Regions from separate parts of the Mus musculus genome. Here regions 1 and 3 are each linked to region 2. Evidence: chromatin contacts called from public Hi-C and HiChIP or PLAC-seq data. All regions are on one chromosome and are shown on one strand. Each heading gives the region's core, a stretch centred on a gene start, on an enhancer-like site or on the middle of the called end of the contact. The rest is flanking DNA. Distances are from core to core; before and after follow the strand shown.

Evidence for each region. HiChIP or PLAC-seq counts read pairs in DNA pulled down with a chosen protein or histone mark. A called contact is a pair of places that touch in the nucleus more often than the background predicts.
Region 1: a CTCF HiChIP or PLAC-seq map of the NIH/3T3 cell line shows a contact between it and region 2, with 5 read pairs. The contact joins two enhancer-like sites.
Region 3: a contact with region 2 is called in a Hi-C map of embryonic fibroblasts, with 4 times the contacts expected there. The contact joins two enhancer-like sites. A contact is called at or near these places in 4 of 484 Hi-C or Micro-C datasets (the N1E-115 cell line, bone marrow-derived dendritic cells, bone marrow-derived macrophages and 1 more) and 4 of 115 datasets of contacts at active chromatin or transcription factors (bone marrow-derived dendritic cells, embryonic basal ganglia, embryonic stem cells and 1 more).

Annotation. Positions count from the first base shown.
Region 1 is chr12:79,557,750-79,561,137 of GRCm38.p6, forward strand. The region is part of intron 7 of Rad51b (RAD51 paralog B); the gene reads left to right. Among named protein-coding and RNA genes, the nearest start is that of Gm36048, 240 kb to the right of the region's middle. Within about 2 kb of position 1,847, at least 49 of the 459 cell types and tissues checked have an H3K27ac peak or open chromatin away from gene starts, as enhancers often do. A contact at or near this core is called in the NIH/3T3 cell line, where this site is marked.
Region 2 is chr12:79,927,814-79,931,175 of GRCm38.p6, forward strand. The region is part of intron 1 of Gm51985 (a long non-coding RNA gene); the gene reads left to right. The region is part of intron 2 of 9430078K24Rik (RIKEN cDNA 9430078K24 gene); the gene reads right to left. Among named protein-coding and RNA genes, the nearest start is that of 9430078K24Rik, 6.8 kb to the right of the region's middle. Within about 2 kb of position 1,463, at least 87 of the 459 cell types and tissues checked have an H3K27ac peak or open chromatin away from gene starts, as enhancers often do. A contact at or near this core is called in the NIH/3T3 cell line and embryonic fibroblasts, where this site is marked.
Region 3 is chr12:79,647,965-79,650,974 of GRCm38.p6, forward strand. All of the region lies in intron 7 of Rad51b (RAD51 paralog B), which reads left to right. Among named protein-coding and RNA genes, the nearest start is that of Gm36048, 150 kb to the right of the region's middle. Within about 2 kb of position 1,582, at least 43 of the 459 cell types and tissues checked have an H3K27ac peak or open chromatin away from gene starts, as enhancers often do. A contact at or near this core is called in embryonic fibroblasts, where this site is marked.

The DNA of each region.
Region 1 (3,388 bases), core at 597-3,096, 370 kb before region 2:
CGCTTTGGTCTTTGCCTGTAAATCAGTGGTTGATACTTTTGTGTGTGTGTTCTCCTTTAGAGTTTTGCCCTCACTAGAGGGCAGAGAAAGAGTTGATTTCATTAATCACCAAGAGCTGTTTACCACTATAATCTAGAGGGCACTTGCTCATGGCAGGGAATAAAATTACCTTGGTTGTGTAATCGTGGTTCACTGAGACTGGCCCCAAGTGTTTGGGAATTATTCAAGAGCTGTCTGAAACTAATCACTTAGCTAGTTTTCTCAGTGTTCTCTTTAAATTCACCTGTACACCTTCCAGTCGCATTGACAGAAGTGGAGGTTCCAGAAATTGCAACATTACTGACTTCCAGCCATGTGACATAGGATTTCAGACACCCAGTTAAATTTTAAGCCAGACATTTCTCTTCAATTCGGGTCACCTACAGGCCAGACAAGCCAAGGTCATATGTTGAATGAATGTATGAGTTCTGCTGGTTCCCGAAACTCTCCCGTTGTTCATAGCTTGAAATACTATGCCATGGTTAATCATAAGTGTCAGCTGCTGTGTCCTTTTATTTATTAACCTTAACCAGGAGGACCCAGCAAGAATCAGTGCTCACGTGGAGCCTTTCATGGTATCTTTTTGGACACTTCTTCCTCTGTCATTGTCTCTGAAAGTAACATTTTCTGTGCTGTAATTGAGTGACCAATCTGTAAGGCTATGTCTCTCTCCCTGATCTCTGTTTTATAGATATATAGTTTTGTAAGAATTAAAAATAAAAGATTTGTCTTTGATCAAAGAGGCTATAATCAGAAGTTTAGATCGGAACATTTTGTGAATGAATATCAGAGGAGAGCTTTTACTCAGATAACTTAGGGGCAGCTTATATTTTCACATTTATATATTTTCAGCTTCATAACAAAAATCATGTTCAGTTCCTTTTTTTTAGTCACTCAGAATTTTTCTAAACTTTAAGGTTACCTTTTTATTGTTGTTATTATTATTATTACTATTTTGGTTTTGGGTTTTTGAAACAGGGTTTCTTTGTGTAGCCCTAGCTTTCCTGGAACTAGCTTTGTAGACCAGGCTGGCCTTGAACTCACTGTGACCTTCCTGCTTCTGCCTTTCTCATGCTGGGATTACAGGCTTGTGTTCCCACTGCCTGGCTTGGGGTTAACTCTGTTGTGGTTTTCATTCATGTGGGCTTTCACTCAGTAATCTCAGTTCCATCCACACAGGCTCCATTGGGTCACCTGAACATGACGTGCTTCTGCCTGTCTTGCCTGGTTATATAATGCTGTTCCCTCAGCCTTCCGTTCTTCCCTCATCTCCTTCAGGACAGCATTCCTGCGCTTCTTCCATTCTTACATTTCCCTTGGCCTTGCACTTGGGTGTCAGTGCTGTTCTGTGCACTGCTTTATTTGACCTATTCAGGAAGTACTCCATACTACCTTATATTTTAATCTGTTTTTGTTGTTGTTGTTGTTCCAGTTTCCTCAGCAACAAGGGGCATCCATACAGAGGACCAAGGCCATATTTTCTAAGCAGCATCCAAATGGTTTGCTTGGCGCAAAACTGCATATTTCTCTTGTTTCTTCATCAATAGATGAGAAACATTCGTATTTGGTTTCTCAGAAGTGCTCTGAGGAAAAGCTAAGAGACTGACAGTGAACTTGGAATTCTCTTAAAAGTAGTTACTATTTCTTTCAGAAGTATTACCACAAGTGTTCAGTGACGGCTGTATGACACAGCAACCTGACTTTTCTACAATATCTAAAAGTTAAAATGGACAATCAACCACAGTAAAAGGTGATATGCTTACCCTTTGCCTGCAGTCTGTTTAACCAAGCCAAGATGAAGCAAGAGTGCTGGGAAATGAGCTGTTCTGAGTAACGTATTTGTTTAGGCTGCTTCTTAACCTCTGCTTCCTCTCCATGGTATCTACCTTTTTCAATGCTCTTTTTGTGTAGGATGGCATGTTAGCTGTTAGAATAATAGAGATCATACCCACCGCGCCAGCACTAGTCTGTCCCAGTCTGATCACACTCACTTGACTGCTTACCAGCAGGAGCTCAAGGGTAAGTAGCAATGGGGCATTAAACAAACAAGCCAGCTAAGAGGGCTGTCTAGGCCCAAGGACCAGAGTTTCTGGATTTGTTTAAAGAATTAAGCTCATGCATTGCACTTTCTCCCTTTGCAGCACAGATAGAAATCTTTGCTGGGGGAACATTTCAGGATCCCAGCTGTGAGTATAACTTACAATGGAAAATGTTTTTCAGTTTGGAAAGAGGCACTTACACTTCTGTAATGGAAGACAAAGATAACAAGGGAGAAAATATGTTCAGGATTGTCATGGCTTGATGAAGAGAGCAGTCTAATGTTATTGTTAGTCCTTGAAATTAGGGCATCTCTGTTTGCATCTTCCTGTTAGATTGGTTAAGAAGTATACAGTATCCACCGTGTTGAGGACTGTTCAGCATTATGGACATTACAGTAATAGGAGAAGACATGGTTACTGCCCTTGAGGGAGTGAACATTGAATAGGTGACTGATATAGATTAGGATCAGCAACAGAATGATGTAAGTCAGGTGTAATCAAAGAGCCCCAGACAAACTACAGACCAGAAAGTAAGGAATAGATTACCATGGTCTCTGCAGTTACGTCGTAGCTTTAAGTTTCTTGGATATCCTCCACATATCATATCTTTTCTCTTAAGCAAGACTGTATGTGCCCTTTACCAAGGAAAGTGTTTACAATCGCAAACTTATGACTTTGAGTCTCTTGCAAAACTGTAAGAAGCGAGCGAATGGGAGCCAACAGTGTGACAAAGAGGATTGTGGTGCACCAGTGCTTCATAGCAAAGGAGGCACAATGCTTGGTCGTGAGACTGTAATAGAGACGATGCCCTTTTTCAGCTTTGTAAAATGTGACTTTTGGTTATAACTTCAAAGGAAAAAGGACTATTCTAACTTGATTACTTTCCTTAATTTAAAAAATATAGAACACTTCATTTCCCTCTCAGTCTCAGTATGTTTTCATTTTAATTTGCCCCACTTATTAGTTTATTCAGCACATAATTATTTTTGGCAGGCTTATATCCCATGTGCCCTGTGGGTATAAGGTTGGGGTCCTGGACAAAGCTGGAACAACTAAAGGGTAAAGCGAGAGCCTACAATTTTAACTTGTTAAGATTGTGTGTGTGTGCGTGTGTGTGTGTGTGTGTGTGTGTGTGTGTGTGTGTGTATGTGTGTGTGTTTTCTGTAGTTAATTTTGAAGAAACCTCTAATTTTAGCTAGAGTTACCGTGTCCTCATCATTACTGGTTTGTTCCTTTGCCCACTCATTCATTTTTCAAATTAATGATTGATGGAAATCTAGCCATGCATGAGTCATCAGAGGGATCCCTTC
Region 2 (3,362 bases), core at 213-2,712:
AGGGTAGGTGTGATACTACCTACCCCGTGGGGTTGATGGAGGCAGGGGACCCACACCGGCAGGCCCCAACCTCATGAATGATAGCATCCCAGAATTGTTCAAGGACCATTAATAGTAGTAGCCTTTCCTACCCTGATGTTGGGGTTTCAGCTTTTCCTCTAGCTGTCACATTTGTGTGCTGTCTGTGAGTATTATTAGCCCCCTAGTCATGAACCCTGTTTCCAACTGTACCCATGTATACTTTCATCTCAATGTGAAATATGGGTCCCAGGGAGCTGTCTAATGTAGACAACATAGCTATGTCGATGAAAGTTCCAGGCCTGGCCAGCCTGAAGGGGAAGCTCCTAGAAGAGAAATCAAATCTAGCCTTCCCAATGGAGTCTTCCAGAACCTTCCCCACTTCCCACAAGCAAGTAAAGTGGGGTCTGGTTTTCATCTCGTTCACTACCTGTGTTTCCTTGAGAGACAGCAGGATGTTGTTGCCATGACAGTGGTGTGTATGTGGAGCTGGGGGGAGGGTGGGGGGGCTTGGTAGTTTCCCTGAGGAGGTGGCATGCTCTGTGGCTGTGGTTCCATCTGTACACCTAGGCAGATGATATGGAGCATAGAGATAGATGAATGAGCCACAGGGGATGGGAGGTGGGGGGGACGGACTCTCGAGGTTTGCATGAATGCTGGGCTGATTGAGCACAGCTGTTCCCTCGGCAGTGCTTGGCTGCTGCTGCTTTTCACATTCATTTCATGGGAGGACAGAGAGGCAGCTCCTTGGATGGTTCTTGGAGTGTATGACTGGGAGACCTGGGAGTCCCTTAACAGTGTCTGGCCTCAGTTTTCTTCTGGAATGTAGTATTCATACAAGAACCTTCCTGAAGACCGATACATATATATATATATAATTTCCCCCCAACAGCAATGGCACATTTGCCAGAGGGTTAAATGAGGTGCTACTTAGCAGGAATGTGGCACAGAGAGTATTATCTGGTTGAGAGATGGGACCTGCCATTTTGGTAACTGTCAAAATGGGCAAGCCTGAGATAGTTGGCTCAAGCTGAAGGCACAAATAAGAGAAGGTGCTACAATTTGCAAAAATTAAACAGAGCCCCCAGCTCCTGAGATCAGCAGCTCCTCCCTTCCCCCTCCTTCAGCTGCAGAAGTTTAGACATGTGGTTCCCCAGGCTGCCCCAGTAAGCTAAAGCTTTAAATAAATACACACTCCAAACTGCCGTGCCATCTCTGCCCCCTGGCTGCCCCAGGCTCCTCCCTCTTCTTTCCTCTCTTGCCAGGAGCCAGGCCAGGTGGAGCTCTGGAGAAGGTATCCCTTCTGCTTGCACGTATGCTGTCCCAGGGGCCTGCGCAGGACACAAGGGGCATCCTGATCCAGTGCAGACTCTCCTCTTCCTGGGTTTGTTAGGAGCCTGACCGGCCCTGAGTCTTATGACTTCAACAGATGTTTCTGCTTAAGGAGTCCTGGCATCTTTACGGCCTGTTTTTTCCATTCTTGCCTCTCTTCCTCTGTCCCAGCGGCTCTGAACACAATTTAGACTTCATTTTCTTTCTAATGGTTACAGGGATAGAAAAGGCTAGGTTTGGGTTTAGGTTTTTTGCTGCTGTTGTTGTTGTTTCTTCTTCTTTTTCTTAACTTTTTTTTCTTAGCTCTTCTACACACACACACACACACACACACACACAGACAGACACACACACAGAGAGAGAGAGACTTCCATAGGTCTATGTTCCCAGTGTATGTTACTATCGAAGCAACATTGTTACATTGTGTTTCAAAGTCTCCTTTCCCATCTACCCATGCCTCGTATTCTTTGCTGTCCATCCCACCTAGATTACCGCAGGACTGATTGGAGTGTCCACTCTGATGTTGGTTCTGAAGGTTTGTAACCATCCCGGCCTAATGCCTGTCTTCCAATAAAGCATAAGGAGCCTCGCTACTGTCTATCAGAGTCTGGGGAGGCTTCTGCAGGTCAACAAGACTGACAGTTCCCCCCAAACTCTGTCTAGCTAGCCTACCTCTCTGGGCTCAAGGGGGGTGGGGGTGGGGGGCGGAGTTGACAGTTGTTACAAATGGAACCAGTTTTCCATGGGCAGGTTGCAGGCTTGCAACCAGCCCAACCACTCTTCAGATCACACCTGTAATTCCCTCTCACCTGCTGGCATGACTGGATGTTCCCAGTCACTTCCCCTGCAGGGCTTAGAGTGACCTATCCCAGGACCTCGGCTCATGATTTGTGTACGCCCCGGGCTGAGAGCTGTTCATTACCTGCCGAGACTGACAAGCAGACCAGAATTTCTCGTCTGGGCTCCCACAAGAGTCTAAGCAGTTCTTCCTGGAGTCCTAAATGTTGACTCACCTGGGTACTTAGCTGGGGTTAGACCTGTGTTTTACTGTATCCTTTGTTTAAGACTCACATTCTAGAATACTATAGTGTGGAGCTAGCTGCCCCAGGCTGTCCACTCCACCTTGAAGCTGACTATGAGGGCAGAAGTGGGACAAAAATCTTTTGGATATCCATCTTCAATGCCTTTTCCACAGAGAGCCTTCCCTGATGGCTAGGCCAAGCCCTGTGAAGTGTTCATTAGGTGACAACCCCCACCCGAAGAGGCTACCCTCCTGTCTCGCTCTTTCCCATGATACCACCACACTCATTTTTCTCGTGGCCTTCTCCCCCCTCCCCTTCCTATTTAAACACAGCACAACTCTGATTCTCGCTTGCCCAGGCTTTGGAGACAGAACTGTATCATCTTCTCCTTTTGAGTCTGTTTGGTGAAGGCAGACACTGCAAAATGGGTCAGATTCCCAATAGCATGATGTCGCACATAGGGATAGTGGGAAATGGATATTGGAATAAGATTCCGAAGGAATTCTGGGAAGCATGCTGTACAGCAGCCATGCCTAGAGCCTCCATCAGCCTGGCTTTTGACTTTACTTCATACTTGTCTACCATTGAAGAGGAACAAAAGCAGCCTCTTAGCTCTTTCGTCAGCAAATAAATCCCTTCAGAATTCCCCCACCCACAACATGGACACTTCCTAGAAACCTCTATTGACATCCTAATCCTAGAGCCCATGGATGGTCAAACTCATGTCTGCCCTAGAACCCCTCAGGATCTAACCTCTTCCCTGGGCATATGCCAGTACCCAGCCTTGGCAAGTGGAACAGTGTCGTGGTGGCTCCGCACACCAGCTGTATCAGGCATTGTTCATCCTGTTGCCGAGGTATCCTGCTGCTGGATGGGGCTCTGGTTCTACTGAGCAAGCGTTTAGAGACCCAAAGCCACACCAGGACTTGCAAACCTGTGCATACGTCTAATGGGACAGAGGGGGAATTCACATCTGGGTGTAAATAGCTG
Region 3 (3,010 bases), core at 332-2,831, 280 kb before region 2:
AGGTTGAGGCTAATGAAAGTCAATGACAGTCCTGGAGTTTTGTGTACAACAGCAGAACTAAGGCAAACTGAGACATGTTAACATTTTTCCTTCATAGCCCCTTCTACTAATAGCCATCAGAATATATTAATTCTCGCCATAGCTTTTGTGGACTCAACACTCTAAAGAACAGAGGGGTTAGGCACACTTCCCAGAATTGCTCAGCAGATTCGTGCCAGAGCCAAAACGAAATATAGGCAGGCTGCTGGAATCCCACAGGCGTGTTTTCTTCTGGTCAAATTGGAGCTTGGTGTTTTATGACAAATATTTAAAAAAAAGAAAAGCCTTGACAACGTTCACATTTTCCCAGATAGCCATTGTCCTACATTCAGTCCCTCACAATGGAAATAGCAGACTGGCATCCCAAAGCCTTATCGGTTCTTTATTGTAGAGCTGATAGTTGATATTCTCTGAGCTGAAGAGGGACATGATCTCTCTCTATTTCTCTCTCTCTCTCTCTCTCTCTCTCTCTTTTCATCATGGAATGATTTATAATTTTCCAGAGCTTGGCAAAACTAAACCAGTGAATAGTAAAACCAGATTTGTTTTCGTGATACTCAAATTCCAGAATATTTAGTCTGACTTTCCCTCACAACAAATGCTGGATATCTCTTTCCAAAGATGGAAGCGGGTAGGAAGACAGTGGGAGGAATGGGGGCCCATGCCTGGGAGCACAGCCCTTTGGACCTGATGGTGAGCCTACCCTGTTTTTAATCCATTTCTCTACACACACACACACACACACACACACACACACACACACACGGGGTGGGGGGAGGGAGGGAGGGGGAGAGAGAGAGAGAGAGAGAGAGAGAGAGAGAGAGAGAGAGAGAGAGAGAACTCTTTCCTTTGCTTGCTCTCTTTTTTCTGTTTGCCTCGCCCAGGGGCTCTCTGGGAGCAGGAGGGTTGGCCAGACACTGTCATGGTCGGGAAGCAAGAGTAGAGCATGCTGAAAAATCACTCCAGGACATTTCTCAAGCCTTGGCGATGAAAGGGCTCAATGAACCTGAACAATTTCTCACAGGAAAGTTCCGGCCTCTGTCTCCTTAAGAGCAAGGCATTCTACAAGCTTTAACAGATCTGGGATCAAAATTCAGACTGTCTGACTCACCCAAGGCTTTGTTTGGATAAAAAGACCAAGTCACTGTCATCTCTGCAATTAGGATGCTTTAAGGTACAAAAAGTAATATTTTAAAAAATGTTCCTGGAGCAGATAGACTATTCTCAGTACAAAAAGAATGATTATGCCTTTGGAGCCCAGGAAAGGCAGTGACTCATCACTGTGCTTATACCTGGCTGGCAGTGAGTAGAGTTGATACTGGAATTCTGGTCAAGCTGTCTCTCCCACTGGCCCTGTTCTTCAGTGGGCTGCCTATTTACAATCACAGCGCCTAGCCCTCCTGGCTAGTTAAGGCGATTTTGAAACTTCACTGATTCTGTGGAGCAGGCTATGCTCATTTTCTGCCAGAGGGTGGGCACAGGAGACAGTGGTGTTCTGGGCAAAGAACTCCTTGAGATGCCTGACGTCATGTGATGGTTTCTCTTTCCTGTCTACCCTTTGAACTCTGTTGCAAATAGTTCCATGAAGAGTTTAGTTTCAGAAATGACCAGTCCAATGTATCAGAAAACTTGACACAATTTATGTAGACTCTTTTTCATGCTTGTCTTTCCAGAAACTGTAGCTGTTTGCCCATGTAGCTCAGAGTTATTTATTAGTATGACTGGTGGCTTGTTATCCAGTGACTTGGGACAGTTTTATAGTACATGTCTGGACATGAGATCCCATAGTTCATGACTAATAGATTGAATTCTCTAAGCCAGCACTTCAAGGCATAAAGAAGTCACCTGCTAAATAGACCTGGGCTCAGAGACCCTCTCTCCTCTTCCTACTGTTACTTTAGGAAGGAAGAGAATCAAGAAAACCTGCATGCTCCTCCTGTTATCTGGGCTATTGAACTCAAGCAGGTGACTGCTTCACTCAGTGGAAAATAGATGATAAAATCTGTCTCTAACATGCCCACACACAGAATGAATGATAGCATTTCTCATATTCATGATGTCTTTTTTTTTTTAGTCTAACTTGTTTGAACACACCATGTGGAAACCTACTATTTTATAAGCTTTGTGTTGGGGGGGGAGAGAGAGAGAGAGAGACAGAGAGAGAGAGAGAGAGAGAGAGAGAGAGAGAGAGAGAGAGAGAGAGAGAGATTGAAGTTCATGTTACAGAGGATTATGCTCATCCCAGAAGACAAACAAAAATCCCAGTGCAAGATATGGGATTCCCTCACCTCAAGTTGTTGATCAGAGGTATCCTAGAGACTCCAAACAACACAAGTTATTGTCATTGTTCCTAGTTGCCTACTAGAACTTGATGGTAAGACCCTGTTGGTTAAGGCATTGTTCATAAGATGTGGAAAAATCAAGTTAGTACTGACCAGGAAGCTTACTTTGCTGGGTAGCTTTCATAGTACTGTAAGGGGCTATGCAGGCCACTGAGGTAAAAAAAAGTCATCAACCGAGTTACCTAGATATGACCCTGGGAATCCTGGGAACTGCAAACAGTCACCCTCATGGTCAGATATGCCCATGATTGCGGGATGAATGTTATAGGATGACCCAAATTTCTGATTGGATTTAAAGCCCGGTCCACAGAAGGAAACACATACCAGGTAAATTTGGCTAAGAACCCATGATGGGGTGCTCACAGGCCCCATGGTTGAGCTTACTCCTATTCATTCACTAAATGGACACTAACTGCACTCTAAACTCACATCTCCCTCCCTGTAGGTTAGTGCCACCCTGAGACTCCTTAGAAAAAGTTTCCCTAAACACTGGATGGTGGTGGTTAATACAGAAACTCACAGCTGGTCAAAGTGTGGAGAGTAAGTGTCAGGGGTGCTCACCCACAAATGAGGTGTCTGTCTATATCACACTCCCTCCTCAGGGTTTACAGATCACTGAAGGAGGGGAC